Regions from separate parts of the Pan troglodytes genome. Here region 2 is linked to region 1. The links are chromatin contacts, called in public HiChIP or PLAC-seq maps. All regions are on one chromosome and are shown on one strand. Each heading gives the region's core, a stretch centred on a gene start, on an enhancer-like site or on the middle of the called end of the contact. The rest is flanking DNA. Distances are from core to core; before and after follow the strand shown.

Region 1 (7,837 bases), core at 1,973-4,472:
TAATACACTGTTAGATTTTTAGGGATCAGAATAATAAATATGGCATGCTATCATTTGTTTAGTAAAAGGAAATACATAAGTATATATGCTTACTCATATATGTGTATATATATACATATGTATATATATACACACATGCACCCCTGGCTTGTATTAAATAATATCTATGGAGAGATACACAATAAACTAGTAATACTGCCTACAAAGAAGGCATTTAATAGTTGAAAAGATTTTTCAATCTTTTGTACTTTCTGAATTTTGAACCATACAAATGTATTATCTATTCAAAACAATAAATATTAAAACAATAATATCTGATAGAAATAGTAAGAATACTGGCTAAATCAATTTCTCCAATTAAAATCCTTCAACAATTCCCCATCTCCAAACTCCTCACTTTTGACATTCAAAGTTTTCTTATGGCATCATGCTTCTTTTCAAGTATATGAACTATGCTCCAGAAAAAAGTACCTCAGCCTCTAGTCAAATAAGACAGCTTTCCTCACATTTTACTAAGAATTTCTTTTTTTTTTTTTTTTTCTGAGACAGAGTCTTGCTCTGTTGCCTAGGCTGGAATGCAATGGCGCCATCTCGGCCTCCGAGGTTCAAGTGATTCCCCTGCCTCAGCCTCCCAAGTAGCTGGGATTACAGGAGTGTGACACCATACCCAGCTAATTTTTGTATTTTTAGTAGAGACGGGGTTTCACCATACTGGCCAGGCTGGTCTCGAACTCCTGACCTCAAATGATCCATCTGCCTCGGCTTCCCAAAATGCTGAGAATACAGGTGTGAGCCACAGCGTCTGACCCAGAATTTCTTTCTTTTTTTTTTTTTTCTTTGAGACAAGCCTCACTCAGTCGCCCAGGCTACAGTGCAGTGGCAGTATCTCGGCTCACTGCAACCTCTGCCTCCCGGGTTCAAGCAATTATCCTGTGTTAGCCTTCCAAGTAGCTGGGATTACAGGCACGCACCACCACGCCCGTCTAATTTTTTGTATTTTTGGTAGATATGGGTTCGCCAGGTCAGCCAGGCTTGTCTCAACCTCCTGACCTCAAGTGATCCACCCACCGTGGCCTCCCAAACTGCTGGGATTACAGGCAAGAGCCACCGCACCCAGCCACTAAGAATTTCTTTAAAGCAACAAATAAGCAATTTTGGACATAATAAAATTTTGTGAGCCACATATAAACAATTTTAGAGTATATGAATGGAAAAGCTCAACTTCGATCAATCTGGAACACATACTTAGGTTAAGCATTAAGCTCTCATCAGGTGTTTCAGATATTCTACAGACAGGCTGTCTTGAAGGGAAACATGGTAAAGGCATGGCAACAGGTTTCAAGAAGTCTTTTGGCGCTGTATGCGGCTACAATCCATACATACAGTTCTCCCTAAGCAATAAATACCATCTTGAATAGTGGGAGGGGATCCATTTATCTTCTCAGGAAAAAAGTTCTTTATTTTCCTTTATTCGAAAAAGCAGAAAGCAAAAATGGAATTTCTATTAGACTTTTTTCAAAATATTTTTTCTTCTCTGTAAGTCTATTCAGACAATATTCAACAGATTTTGTAGTAGAAACTACCAACAGGTAAATAAAGAATTTACATTCGTGAAAAGGTGTCATGTTCATGACTTAGACTAGAAGGCAGGAGATTAGACAGGGCAAAATTTACTTGGAATACAATGTCAATGTACTATTCACACGACCTCAAAAGAACTTCTGTGGTCAAGTCCGACGACCTTTATTAAATTCCTGACAGTGACTTTTAACGTGAAAAAAACCTGTTTTCCCACAAAATAGGCTCCTTACATTTCACCTAGAACAATGGATATTTTAAGTGAAACAGATCTGTAGAACCTCTAATACCAGACAAATGTAAACTAGAAACAAGGAGTTACTTCTCTCCAAATTTGGCTCCCCTCCATCAGCTCTACAATACTGCTGCATCATAAAAAAAGGTCATTAACTTAGATTGGATGCCACTTTTAATCCTTCATAAACATTTCTAATGAAACATACCAAGGCAATAAAAAAATTTCTGCTTCCTAAAGCAGATCTTAAAGAACAAAAAATAGGCCTGCAAAAAAAGTTATGATAAACTCTTAAAGTAGTACAACAATTAATGCCTTACATATGGAAACTGTGTCAAATCATGGAAACGGAAATCTAAGATTACAGGGTAACCAGCTAACTACTACTCATATTCGCTTCCTAATTAAAATTTATCAGTAATTTAAGATTGGACACAACATAAGCAATGCAAATGCTTGCTTATCCATACTAAGATTCCTATTATTTTAATCCCATTACCGCTCTAGTTTTTAAAAATACCGTAATGTCCAAGAATCGCTTTGTAATACAGAGTGTCTTAGAGAATTAACATTTAAATGAGATTAAGGTATTTTCCCTGCAAACACTTAAGGTATCTGTGTAATCTCAATATAAGCAGTTCTACGCACATCTCATTTCCAGGATGATTTTTACCATTTTGCATGTCATTCCTTCCCCCAAGTGGAACTCACCTCAGTGACACAGGACGTTAGTAGGAATAACGGTGATGACTAATAAGCATCAGTCTAGGTGTGGCAGTCTTCCTACGGGGCTTAATAAAGCAGAGGTACCATCCCGCATTTTGAAAATGACATCCTGAAAGAGAAACCAAGTCTGTCTAACCAGCAGCAGCTCACAGTCCAGACTGAAAGGGGGCACTGAGACTCTCCACACCTGACACTCGTCTTCAGTTGATACCACGGGTTTGACTCCGTCCTGCCTCGGGCGACGCCCGTAAGACAGGTCGACACTACCCCGACGAAACAAACAAACTGGTTTCTGAGCCCCGTAGAAACGGCGGGGTGCAGCAGGGGGAGTGCCTCCGTTACCGCCTCTCCAACTTCACAGAGGTCGTTGCTAGTGGCCACGGCGGGGTGGGGACGGGCGGCGTTCGGGACTGGGAAGCTACTTGACTGCCACGTGCTCCTGCCTCGCAACAGCGGCTCTAGATTCCGAGTTATGGGGACAACTGCTCGAGAGGCCAGGGTAGGGTAAGGACTCCGCAACCTAGGGTCCCAAAACCCTGGAGCGAATGCGGACTAAGGGGGAGCGGCCGGCGCGTCACCGGCGCTGGCGTGTGACGTCAGCGCGTGGAAGGCGGCACGCAGCGGAGGCGGCTGGGAAGGAGCACTGAGGCTGGGCTAGAACCGTAGGGTCGGGCGGGGTGCTGTGCGAAGGGGCGGGCAGGGTGCTGTGCGAAGGGGCGGAAGGGGCGGAAGGGGCGGGAGGGGCGGGCTCCGCAGGCGGGAAGACAGAAAGGAGGAGACGGGAGAGATGAAAAGGATGGAGAGAGTGTAAAGCTGTTAAGAGTCATGCAGAGATGCGGGAGAGAACTCACTAGTTGAAACCAATTTGGAATATAAAGCATATAAAATTTTCCCACAGCTACTACACCGAGAAAGGGACTTTTTTATTTTACATGAAAGCGCACTACTTAGGGATGCCACATTTTAAAGAGCAATTTTGCTTTAAAAAGCAAGTCTTTTCCTATTATATCTTGGATGGTTGAAACAGAAGAATGTTTAAGTCTTGAGATATTTTTTAAAAGCTGTATGGGGTTTTCTACACCTTTACATCTAATGTATGTATAAATTACTTGTCTGTATGTTGAAGGGTTTGGAAATGTACAGCAGTCTAAGTACATTTTTTCACTGCAGGACTGGCGAAGGTAGGAAGAGATTCCCCTAAAACTATAATAAGGGATATCATCTGGTGTCATCCTGAGTGGCCCTACTCAGGGCAACTTTATTCCTAGGGACATTGAAAGATTTTGGCGGCTTTGCCAGACGATGGCGCTGCAAGTCACCCAACCTGAAAAGCTGGAGAGTTTGTTTTATCTCCTCTTCAATCGCCATACAGCTACAAAAGACTTATTTTCCTCATTCTTTCTACTTCTAGTCTACACTCCTGTGGGCCCTCCTACCCCCAGTTAGTAGGAATTTTCGTGTCTGAATGCACAATTGTAGTTCTACCCACATCCTTTTGTACATCAAAGTGAAGTGAAATGTTGCCAATTACTAATCTAAGCAAATTCTTTTTGCTGCTTACAGGAAGAATGGCTAGTCAGCTAACCTCCTTAGATAATTCTTTAGGCTCATGTCATAAACTATTGGTAGGACTACAAACTGCTACAGTCTTTCTAGAAGGTATGCTAGCAGTATGCATATCCTTTGACTCAGCAATTTAACTTCTGGGACAAGTGAGCAATGATTTATATACAAGGATAACCGTTATTGTTTATAACCAGAAAAACTAGAAATACTGTAAATGTATAACAATAAAGAATTGATTAAATTATAATATATCCAAACAATGAAATACTCTACAGCCATTTAAAAGAGTAATCAAGATCTACTTTATTGACATACAAAGATACCATTGATATATTGATGAGTAAATAAAGCAGGTTACCTAAGAAGATTACCTGATTTCCCTTTCTGGTTTATATACCCCTGTACAATTGAATTTTTTTTATTTTTAAACAAGAGTGCTTTGGGGCTTCTTTTTCTTTAAATATTTTATTGGACTTTTCTTTCAAACAAAAAAGTTTTTGCTTCTTGCAACAAGCCAGTAACACAAGTACACAAAGATAAAGCCTATCGTCTCCTTCCCAGAGCTCTCTTCTGTGCTGTCCTCCACGAAACCAATGTTAACAGTTAATTAATATCATCTACATTTTTCTCTAAGTTCCTAAAAACACAAGCATGCATTTTTATATTTTATATATTAGTCTTAGTCTTTTATTTATTTATTTATTTTGGAGACAGGGTCTCATTCTGTTTCCCAAGCTGGAGTGCAGTGGCGCGATCTTAGCTCCCTGCAACCTCCGCCTTCCAGGCTCAAGTGATTCTCCCACTTCAGCCTCCTGAGCAGCTGGGACCACGGGTGCGTGCCATCACACCTGGCTAATTTCGGTATTTTTTTTGTAGAGATAGGGTTTTTGCCATGTTGCCCAGGCTTCTTGCGTGTGTGTTTTGTAGAGATGGGTTCTACCATGTTGCTCAGGCTGGTTTTGAACTCCTGAGCTCAAGTAATTCTGCCTGCTTTGGCCTCCCAAAGTGCTGGGATTACAGGCGTGGGCCACTGTGCCTAGCCGGGACTATAGTATACATATTATTTTGCAACGTACATTTTTAAATTTAATAGTATATGAACATCTATGCGGATATCAACTAATTCTTGTGAATGATATTGATATTTCATGATATGGCTATACCAAAATCTACTCCATTCAGTAGACATATTGTTTCCAATGGTATAATTACTTCTGTGGGATAGATTTCTAAAAGTAGGTTTGCTGGGTCAAAACGTATGCATATTTTTTCACTTTAACACTCCTATGTCTTGGTTATGAAAATTTCTTAACTCCTTATTAATAGTGGTAGTATAATATATTAAATGGAAGGGGACTAGCAGTATGCCTAAGCTATTCTACTAGAGATTTTTCAGAAATATATTCTGCCATGCATTCACAATTAAGCACTATATGTTAGATGATGGGGACAAACATATTCAAGGAATGGATATTGTTATTCCTTCTTTCTAGAAAGCAGGCAGCAAGGTGAAACAAAATAGAGAATAACAAATTAGAGCAAATGGTTGGTATAGAACTACACTATTTTCCCTTTGTGAAATTATTATGTAAATGATTTTATTAAAAGACCATGTATTTATGAAGGCATAAGTTCTGATTATACTCACCTAAAATCTTTTTTTTTAATTATACTTTAAGTTTTAGGGTACTTGTGTACAACATGCAGGTTACACATGTATACATGTGCCATGTTGGTGTGCTGCACCCATTAACTTGTCATTTAACATGTTAATGCTATCCCTCCCCCCTCCTCCCACCCCAGAACAGGCCCCGGTGTGTGATGTTCCCCTTCCTGTGTCCTTGTGTTCTCGTTGTTCAGTTCCCACCTGTGAGTGAGAACATGCATACTTACCTACAATCTTTTGTGATTAGAGAAGGGCCTAAAATACTAAATATGAAGAAAAGCATTCTCTAAAATCCAGATCTTTTACAGACATGTAATATTCAAATCCAAGGGAGAAAAAAAAGTCAATGTCTTGGCATTTAGTACTCCATCTTGCTACATTCTAGGCGAGAAATTTTTAGTTATTTAAGCCACGTTCCTGAAAGTCTACTCTAGCCTTATGTGGTTTGAACTCACTGTTAACTCTGCGTAGCTACGAGTTAAACTGTAGCAGCCTACTGAATTTCTGGATCTTAATCTGGTAGGCCCAGCTCCATATGCAAAGATACAACATCTAGTCAGCTTTTGAGTTTCTGGCTTTCTGAATGGGGTCACCTGCCAGGGCTCACAGATGAGTCCACCATCTGAAAAGAATGATCATAATCTGTATCTAGGATGAATTAAACAAAACACTGTGCCCTTAGTTGTGTGCAGCCTGAGAAATGAGTCACTTCATGAGACTGTTTTCAGGATATGATTGGCTGAAAGAGCTTTGAGTGTATCAAGTCCTACTGAGGCAGTTTTGTGGGAAACAATCACACTAAACTGGAAGACTGTTTGCCATGTCAAAGGTCTCGAATTGTAATTAGAAGTGCAAAGCTATTTCGGATAACTTCTTGTTATCTTTGGGGAAAAGACAAAAGACAAGAAAAGGTCATTTTCACTTCTATGATGCTAGTGGAATCAGGAGGAAATTCTAGACTAGAACCATGCTACTATTTTCATAATAGAATGTTTTAATCCCTTCTATTCTCTCTCTTTCCAATGTGTCTGAAACATAAACAATAAGATCAAAGTTCTTTTTCTTTTCTTTTTGAGACAGAGTTTCACTCTTGTCACCTAGGTTGGAGTGCAGTGGCGTGATCTCGGCTCACTGCAACCTCCACTTCCCGGGTTCAAGTGATTCTCCTGCCTCAGCTTCCTGAGTAGCTGGAATTACAAGCATGCGCCACCACACTGGGCTAATTTTTTTTTTTTTTTTTTTTTTTTTTGGAGACAGAGTCTCACTCTGTCACCAGGCTGGAGTGCAGTGGAGTGATCTTGGCTCATTGCAACCTCCGCCTCCCGAGTTCAAGCAATTCTCCTGCCTCAGCCTCCCGAGTAGCTGGAATTATAGGCACGTACCACCATGCCCAGCTAATTTTTGTACTTTTAGTAGAGATGGGGTTTCGCCATGTTGGGCAGGCTGGTCTTGAACTCCTGATCTCAGGTGATCTACCCATCTCAGCCTCCCAAAGTGCTGGGATTACAGGCATGAGCCACCGCGCCTTTCAAGATCAAAGTTCTTTTTCTGAAACAACTCACAAATACATGAAGTAGAGCTATACAATCTTGTTTGGTTTTTCTGTGCAACTTTTTTAAAGTGTATTCTTTTAAGTTGTTATGGTAAGTAATCCTATTTCTAGGTTTTTTATTTCAAGGAAAGTTCAGAGTAACTTTACTGGTCCAGGGAGCAAGATAGAAGAAACTGAGATATGATTCCCAGTGCTCTTTACTTTGCCACTTCTATAAAATAGCATCATACAACTTGCCACTCCCAGAGAGAGAATTGCTGGCAGAGGGCAAGGTTTATACCACCTCCACTCACTGGTAATGTCTATCATTTGTTTCTCTTGTTTCAATCTGCCAGGGTTCCAGATATACTAGTGAACAGGCTATCCTACACCTGGTTGTAATTGGTAAACTCTTACACTGTGAGTCAATCTTTTTGTCCTTTTTCCCTTTCCTTGAGGCCCCAAGAGTTTTGTTGGTTGATTGGTGGCAGAAGTGTGAAGCTAATTTAAATATTGGTTGAGTATTTGTTATTAA
Region 2 (7,837 bases), core at 1,870-4,369, 410 kb after region 1:
CCAAGGGCAGTATGTAAGTAAGTCTTTGATTAAATTTCATCGTGTCTCTTAACACTGAGAAAATACTTAGGATTTGTACTTAGGATTTGTGGATCGAGAAGGGGGCCTATTGATCTGTATTAAACCTCACATTCACAAAAAGTAAACTGAGGCCTTGCTGCTTCCTCCAGGTCAGGAAGAACCCAAGGCTAAGGGGAGACTCTAGCTACTTCTACTGGGGAATGTCACCTGAGGATATGAGACCTGCTGTTCAGGATAAGGTGTACATGCAGGCAGTACTTCATGAAAGATTTTAAACTTGATACATTTTTATAGAAAAGAGAAGCACAATTATTCAATATTTGTGTTGGAGTTTTCAAACTTATTTTTCTATAAATGTATTTAGAAATAAATTTAGGATGAGTGAACATCACCAACCAGACTATTTGGCTAAAATGGGGGACTGCAGGTTCTAATTCATAAAAATGGTAATCATGTTGTTGCTACTGCTGTTGTCTGGATGTTTCAAGCCTTTCCTATTATTAAACCTCGGTTATGCAGCATCACAGGACAGAGCCAACTCTATACTGGGGGAAGTCACCCCAGAGAGTATCCAGAATTAGAGCTGGAGCCATCTCAGGCTTGCAAGCAAGCACCAACCTTAAAGCCTACCCACAGCTCAATGAAAAGTCAATGCATTTCTAAAGTCTATTAAGGTCTATAAAGAATGTAAACAATTGTTTTGTAATAAGCTTAATGAATAAAACAACTGAACCCACTAAGTGGTACTTATAGAAAAGAGGCTTGAGAATTTAGCTTTAGTTAGCAGAACTAGTTCCCACTAGAACAGGATTGTTTATCTTGCCCCTATTAGATACAATAATCCTAATAGTGTTAATGGTACTAAATGTTTTAGGAATAAACAACTGTAGAAACCACACTGGGACCTACAAATTGCACTTTCTGTGTAAGTAAAATGTCAGAAGAACTACACTGTTATAACTTATGGTCTCATGAAAAGACATTTTTTTCCATCTTGTATTTCATCTTGAAGGATTTTACTATGTTCAGCATAGTAGCAACTGAAAAAAATGTGTTTCATCTAGAAACAAAAGTGAGAAAACTACAAAAAACACTGAGCTTCTGCAATGCTCGGTTTCCAAGTTTTTAACATTAAATCGAAGATAACGCAAAATAAAGATTGCCACAGTAACCAAACTTTTCTGCTAAGTATCCTTAAAAATAATGACAGTTCGATCGTATCTTAACTGTTTTCTACAATGTGAGCAGATAATACACCTACAAACCTTTTTTTGCTACCTTGCTTTATAAAGCTTGCAAGTTTTTTTTTTCAGGGCTGGAGAAGACAGCTTAATGATCAAGCTTAAAATAAATCGGTTCTGCAATCACTCTGTATTTTAATCCGATGAAGCACGTTTCCCCATTCCACGCCATGAAGCAATTCGATGTCAACTTGTTATGGAGTCAAATGCGACAAACTCCGAGAGCTTCAGTAGCGAGGCGGCGGCTCGCAGCACCCACAGCCGCCCGCACTCCTGCGGCATCAGGACACGGTGCCCTCCCGACGCGGAACCCGCATTCACGTTCTCCGGAGCCCTGGCCAGCGCACGCTCCTCCCTGTCCGGGGAAACTGAGGCACAGCGCTGCGAGAGATCCAGAGCCCAGCGAAAGCCCCCACGGCTGTTCGGCGTCCCCTTCCCCCACGACACCTAGGAGGCTCGCCGGCAGCTGGCAGTGGATTCCGCGCTCCTAGCCCTCGGAAGGTTACGGTTCGAGCCCGGGATGCGGCAGTCCCCAAACGGCCAGCCCCCGCCCCGCACGGATCTCGAAGCATCCTGCGACCCCCTGGAGCCCGCTGCCCGGACCCTGCGGCGTCTCGCGGCGCAGCCTCCGCCGCAGTCTCAGCCAGCCCAAACACCCGAAAGTTCCGCGGCCCCGGCGCCGACTCGGCCGCCGACCCGGTGCGGGGCTGGCTCCCACCCGTGCCCCTCCGCCCCGGCCCGCCGGGCGCCCCCGCTAACCTGACACCGCCGCGCCACTCAGGTGGCCGCCGTGCACCCCTCGCCATGGCCAGCCCGACAGCGGCCGCTGCGCCGCACTCTGCGCCGGACGCCTGGTAGCGCCTACTGCGGGCGAACCGCCTCCGCCGGCGCCTCACAGCGTTGCGAGCTGCGCCGCCGGCTGCCGGGGAGCGCGGAGCTTCCCACCTACAGGCGCCTGGGCCGGCCGGGGCCGAGCATGCCCAGTGCGGCTCGCCGGGCGGCGCGGAGGCGCGGGTATAGCCGCCGGGTTTTCGCGGCAGCCGCGGGCGGGGGCAGCGGGGCGGGCGGTGCGGTGCGAGCCAGTCGGAGCTGCGGAGCAGCCCCGCGGAGGAGCCGCCCCGCGGAGGAGCCACCGGAGGCTGTAGTTGCCGGGGAGTCCCGCGTTCAGTCCGCTCAGCCTCTGGGCCGGGCCTCGGCGGCCCCCAGAGCCCCACACCCGCAGGCCCAGGGCCTCCGCGGCAGCGCGGGACTCTCACTCCGCTCTCTCTCCCGCCCGGGGCTTCCACCGCAACTTCTGTGGGCGTCGCATCGCACGCGTGTTCAAAGACACCCAGGAAAAGGCTTCTTAGGGTCCCATCCTGGGGCGCTAAATGGGAACCAGTCAACCCACCCCCAAGCCTACCCTGTCTCCTTGCAATCAAATGCAATCACGAGCAAACCACCTTGCTTCCGAAAGCTTCTCAGGCCTTCCCGGGCGACTGCGCTGTAAGTCTTAAACGTCTCTTAAAGCAAAGTCCACAGATGGAAGAGTCTGGAAGAAAACCCAGCGGGCCGTTCCCTGGTGACTTTCTGAGTGGTGGGGTTCCAGGAATTTTTTTTTCATTTTCTTTAAAAATATTACTTGTAATTTCCACGTTTTTTCTAATGAACCATAAGGTGATTTTTTAATTAAAAAGTAGAGTATTCTAAAATTATTAAGTACCTACAGAAGTTTCGCTACACGATCCTGCAATGTTAGTGGCTTCTTCTCCTCCTTATCTCCCTTTTTTTTTTTTTTAATTTTAAAAGAGAACAGAGACTCTCAATTTCTGGGGCGGGACCAGGCTCCTTCCCCCGGCTTTTTAGTGTCCGCCCTCTTGGCCACACCCCCCTCCGGCCTTTTTACTCCCGTACCGCCCTCTTCCCGGTGGGTTGCTGCGAAAACCCGGAAAGGTGGACTTTCCACATTGACGCTCCCGGCGGCTCCGGCAGCCAGACTGGGCATGTTCCGCCGCCGGGTCAGGGATTGCTGTGCCAAGAGAGGAGCTTTAGCAACTCTCAGTCTCTCTGCTCCTCTCTGTTCCTGGCAAACTGGCAAAGTAGTGCCTCTGACCCCACGCCCCGAGGTCGGACCTGCAGAAGTGGGTCAGGACCAGACTGAGCATGCTCCGGGCAGTGCCAGGCTGCCGCACGCGGCTGCATCTGGTTGCCCAAGGTTGATGTAGCCGCGGTCTCTCGTCACGACATCGAAGCTCGGGAAACGGATGGAAGCAGGGCTCTAGAGAGGCACGATTGCATCGACACGTGGGCAGGTCGCCCATGCCAAGGGCCATGTTGGTGGGTGGGTGCGTGGGATCTGTCGTATGAGTGAGTCAAAGCCTGATTTTTTCCCCCAAAAAGATTGAAATGAGATATCATATTTTAACATTAGTTTTATGGCATCTTGAATAGCAACACATTTTAGCTCAAGGAATTTTTCAGCTGTCCTTTTGAGAAACGTAAATTTTCTTTGTTTTTAAGTATTTAATAAGCATTCTTTACAATTGCACCACAGCGCGAACTTTCCACCTGCTTTATTAATTATTACATTTGTGTCCCCACTATTAAAATATTCCGCAGTATTATATCCCGTTTTCTTCTCCAGCATTTCTGCATTCACTCTGACTCTATTTCCTCCCCTCCCCCATCTCTTTTAAATTCTCAGACAACCTGCAAAATGCACTCTTGCTATCTTAGAAACCACTTGAGGTCGGTGTGGGGAACTTGCTTTTAATTCTCATTTAGAGAAGACAGTACTGAAATGGAGAAAAGTCACAGGGAAAGTACTTTTACAGATTGTAGATTAGTAAAGAACCCAAAGAGAGCCTTTCATTGAGAGCAGAAAGGCGAATGGAATTCGCTGTTTTCTGTCTAAGGAGGAGGAGGATGGGCAGGCAGGTCAGCTGCCCAGTGGGGCTTGGTGTGATAGTGGGAGTCACCCTTCATTTGAACCTCTCTGCCTTGCCCAGCTCCAGTTCAGCTTCAGCGTGGTCAGGGACACTATCTCTATGGAAGGTCACTCCTGGAAGAATACATTTACTTAGCTGCTTCCACCATGGAATCCTAGCTTGTGCTGGAGTGTCCCCTTCATCCTCCTCCTGTGCTTTGAGAATCCATTGTTGCTGGTATGCCCTGAGCAGTGCCCTTGAACTTGCCCAGGTACCCCTTGACATCCACACCACAAATAGTCTAGCCTTACAAAGGTGGACAAGATGTCTTTTCAGCAGTCTGTACTGCCACTTCCATCCATCTGAAGCTTTCTGTTCCTGAGTCTGTCATGACATTAATCTTTCTTGGTTCTCCTACCTCTCTCTCTGACTGTTTCTTCTCATCCTCCTCCTCCAGATTCTCATCCTTTGCACCGCCCCATTGTAGGTGTTCTGTGGTCTTTTCTTCCCGAGAGCTGTCATCCTCTCTGATGATTGCCGCTGTCAAAGGGGTGTTAGCTGGTATGTTCTCACATGGCCATGCTAGGTGTTCATTTCTGGAATCCTTTCTGGTTGATCAGGCAGTTGTTCTGATAGGTCAGCGTCTTCCCTTTATCCATACTATTTGTGTGTGTGTGTGTGTGTATATATATATTATTATTATTTTTGAGATGGAGTCTGACTCTGTTGCTCAGGCTAAAGTGCAGTGGCGCAATCTCTGCTCACTACAACGTCTGCCTCCCAGATTCAAGCGCTTCTCTTGCCTCAGCCTCCCAAGTAGCTGGGACTACAGGCACACACCACTATGCCTGGCTAATTGTTTTGTATTTTTAGTAGAGACAGAGTTTCACCATGTTGGCCAGGCTGGTCTGGAACTCCTTACCTCAAATGATCCACACACTTTGAGCTCCAAAGTGCTGGGATTACAGACCTGTTTGTTAATAATTTGGATATCATTTTTATCCTGAACCACGTCTTCCTCTCCACATCTCCCCTAGTTCAGATTTTTATATGTGATCTACCAAATATCTTAACTGGTATGATCCTCAGGAAACTTGAACGCAGTGTGACCCAAACAGAACTCATGACCTGCAATTGCTCTTCTGCTTGTATTTACTAGCTCGGTTAGTGGGTACCCCTAACTTCTCAGTCACTTACATGATGAATCTGGGCGTTACCCTAGATTCATTCATCTGCCTTTCCCCTGTCATCCAGCTGGTCTCCTGGCGTTATCTATCCTGTCCTTATTCATTTCTGAACACCTCCCTTCCTTGCCTCATTGCCTGTCTTACTCCAGTCCCCGTCATCTTCCTGATCAACCACAGAGCAACAGACTCCTAGATGGATCCTCTCTCTGTGTCCCCTCCAATCCATCCTCCATAGCTCCTCAGACTTTTCTTTTTAAGCCATTGTATTACAATATGTCTGCTAAAGATCCTTAAGTGAATTCATAATGCCTTCAGGATAAGGTCCAAACTTTAAGCATGAACTGGCTGCTGCCTTCCTTTCCAGATTAGTCTCCAGCCTGTGTCCCCTAATATCCCATATCCTCACCAGTCCAAATTACCTGCCATGTGAATTCACACCTCCATATATCTGTTAGTTCTTTTGTCTCTCTTTCTCCTTTCTTCACCTGACAAACTGTTAAGCCTTGGAGATCCAGTTCAGGCAGGGTGTCCTCTGATCTTCCCAAGGTGAATGCCTCTTGAGTACTTCACCTGTTTTCATTTGACACCTAACCTTGATTGATTTTTCTTTCATCTCCTCCGCTACACTGTAGGCAACCTGATTGCAAGGGCTGTGTCTCAGCCATCTTTGTGTATTCGTTCTTAGTCTTCAATAGAATTTTACTTAATAAATAAATACTTAACATATGGACTGATATAATGTTTAAAGTTTATTAATTTAAAAAAAATGTTGCTGAGAATTATAAACAGATTGCAAAGAAAAAATGCCAGAACAGTCACATCATATGCAACCTGCTGAATGGTTATGCTCCTAACAATAAGTTAGGAGACTAAGATAATTGAGCTCTCAGATTTGACCTCCTTAAGCCCAATGAATTTTCTTCAGCTTCAGAAATCAGGAAGTATTTTGTGAGCCAGTCTGATGTCCTTGTTTTATTGGTCTGTAACTGCATGAAGCCCAGCACTGTATTACTAATTAACCCACAAATTCCATTGTTCTTTATCACTGTATTTATTTCTTTCCACAACGTGGTAATAACCTTCTAATTATGTGGTTACTCCTTAGAATAGATTTAGTTTATTTTTTTCTGTTGAAAGCATGGCACCCCAGGAGGGCAGACTAGCCTTTTGGGAATTAGCATAATTTTTTTACAGTTCTATCAGCTCATAATGTCTGCTGGGGGCACCTGGTACTAACTATGGGCGAACTGATCACCAGCTTCAGGATCACCTGGTGGATGAAGTTCCCATTCCAGACCTCTGGATAGAGTAGTCCAAGAGGCAGTGATTTTTAACAAGTCCTCCTGGTGACTCTGCACACTCTATGTGAGAAACAGTTCTAAGTCACATGGATAAAAGGAAAAATAATAACTCTTGGTCAAAAACTTCAAGTAGCCCCTGTATTGGGTTTTCTTTGGCAGAGAGATCTATGTGGGTGGGAGAGGTATCTGCCCATTAATAAAAGTGTTGTTAATATCTGTGCTTATTACATAGCCTTGGCTTATATTAGAGGGTCTGGAGAACATAGGAGAGTAACCCAGTAAAGTAGCTGCTTGTTTTTGCACTTGTTGAACAACATAGAGATTTTGCTTGGTAATCGATGCAGGCCCAATGGTACTCTCCAGTTTCTCCTTTCTATATTCTAACCCCTCCAACAGAGAGTGAGTGGAGCATTGGAGGTTTTGACCTCACCCTCTTCCTGGAAGAGGACAATAAGAGGTGTACGATGCTACCTACATTAGGCTATCCCTTATTCCTGGGAGTTTGAAACAGCACAATTAGAAGGAGGGTTAGGGGAAGAATGAAAGAAACCCAGTACTTCTCTCTAGTCTTGTGATTTGCTGGTTGAGGAGAGCAAGGCCTCTTGAAAAGGCTGAGTCAATACAGTATTAGGAAAATATTCCCCTTCCTCATTCTGGGTTTGGACTCAGCATTGATATCGGTCCCTTGGAGGGGTGTGCATGTGTGTGGGTTAAGTGGTTATCCAGCTGGAAGAATCAGGAGATCAAATGGCATGCCTGCAACTCACAGCGGCAGAAGACCCAGCGTGAAGGGTCGCATCCTTCCTAGACCTCCCTCTGAGACCACACCAAAGCCCTTCCCTCCTGGAGAGTTTGCAGCTTGCCAGCTTGGGACACTAATGACCATCACAGCTGAGCCTCCCACCCCACCAGGGTTTCATTTTAGTCAGTAACTCAGATGTAGGGCCATGGATTATTGGCAGGAGAAAGGATGCATCTGGAACTTTGCCTCCTGTGTGTAGGGGTGGCATTTCTTGAAAGGTGGGTGGATATTTGCAGAGGAAGGTTAGAAAAGGAATGTCTTGGTGAGAGAAGTATGAAACAGAGCCCTGGAGACTCCAAGTATGGGGATGGCTGAGCTCTAGAGGGGACCCCTTTGTAAAGAATTTGACTTCACAGTTACTTTGCTTTTGGATTCTGGA

What was found. HiChIP or PLAC-seq counts read pairs in DNA pulled down with a chosen protein or histone mark.
Region 2: an H3K4me3 HiChIP or PLAC-seq map of stem cell-derived excitatory neurons shows a contact between it and region 1, with 3 times the contacts expected there. The contact joins the promoter of MFAP3L here to the promoter of NEK1 in region 1. A contact is called at or near these places in 1 of 7 Hi-C or Micro-C datasets (stem cell-derived neural progenitor cells) and 1 of 1 datasets of contacts at active chromatin or transcription factors (stem cell-derived excitatory neurons).

Annotation. Positions count from the first base shown.
Region 1 is chr3:171,282,765-171,290,601 of NHGRI_mPanTro3-v2.0_pri, forward strand. NEK1 (NIMA related kinase 1) reads right to left here and starts at 3,223. Exons shown (of 36, transcript XM_526727.7): 1 at 2,727-3,223; 2 at 2,525-2,648.
Region 2 is chr3:171,696,492-171,704,328 of NHGRI_mPanTro3-v2.0_pri, forward strand. MFAP3L (microfibril associated protein 3 like) reads right to left here and starts at 3,120. Exons shown (of 4, transcript XM_063809990.1): 1 at 2,705-3,120.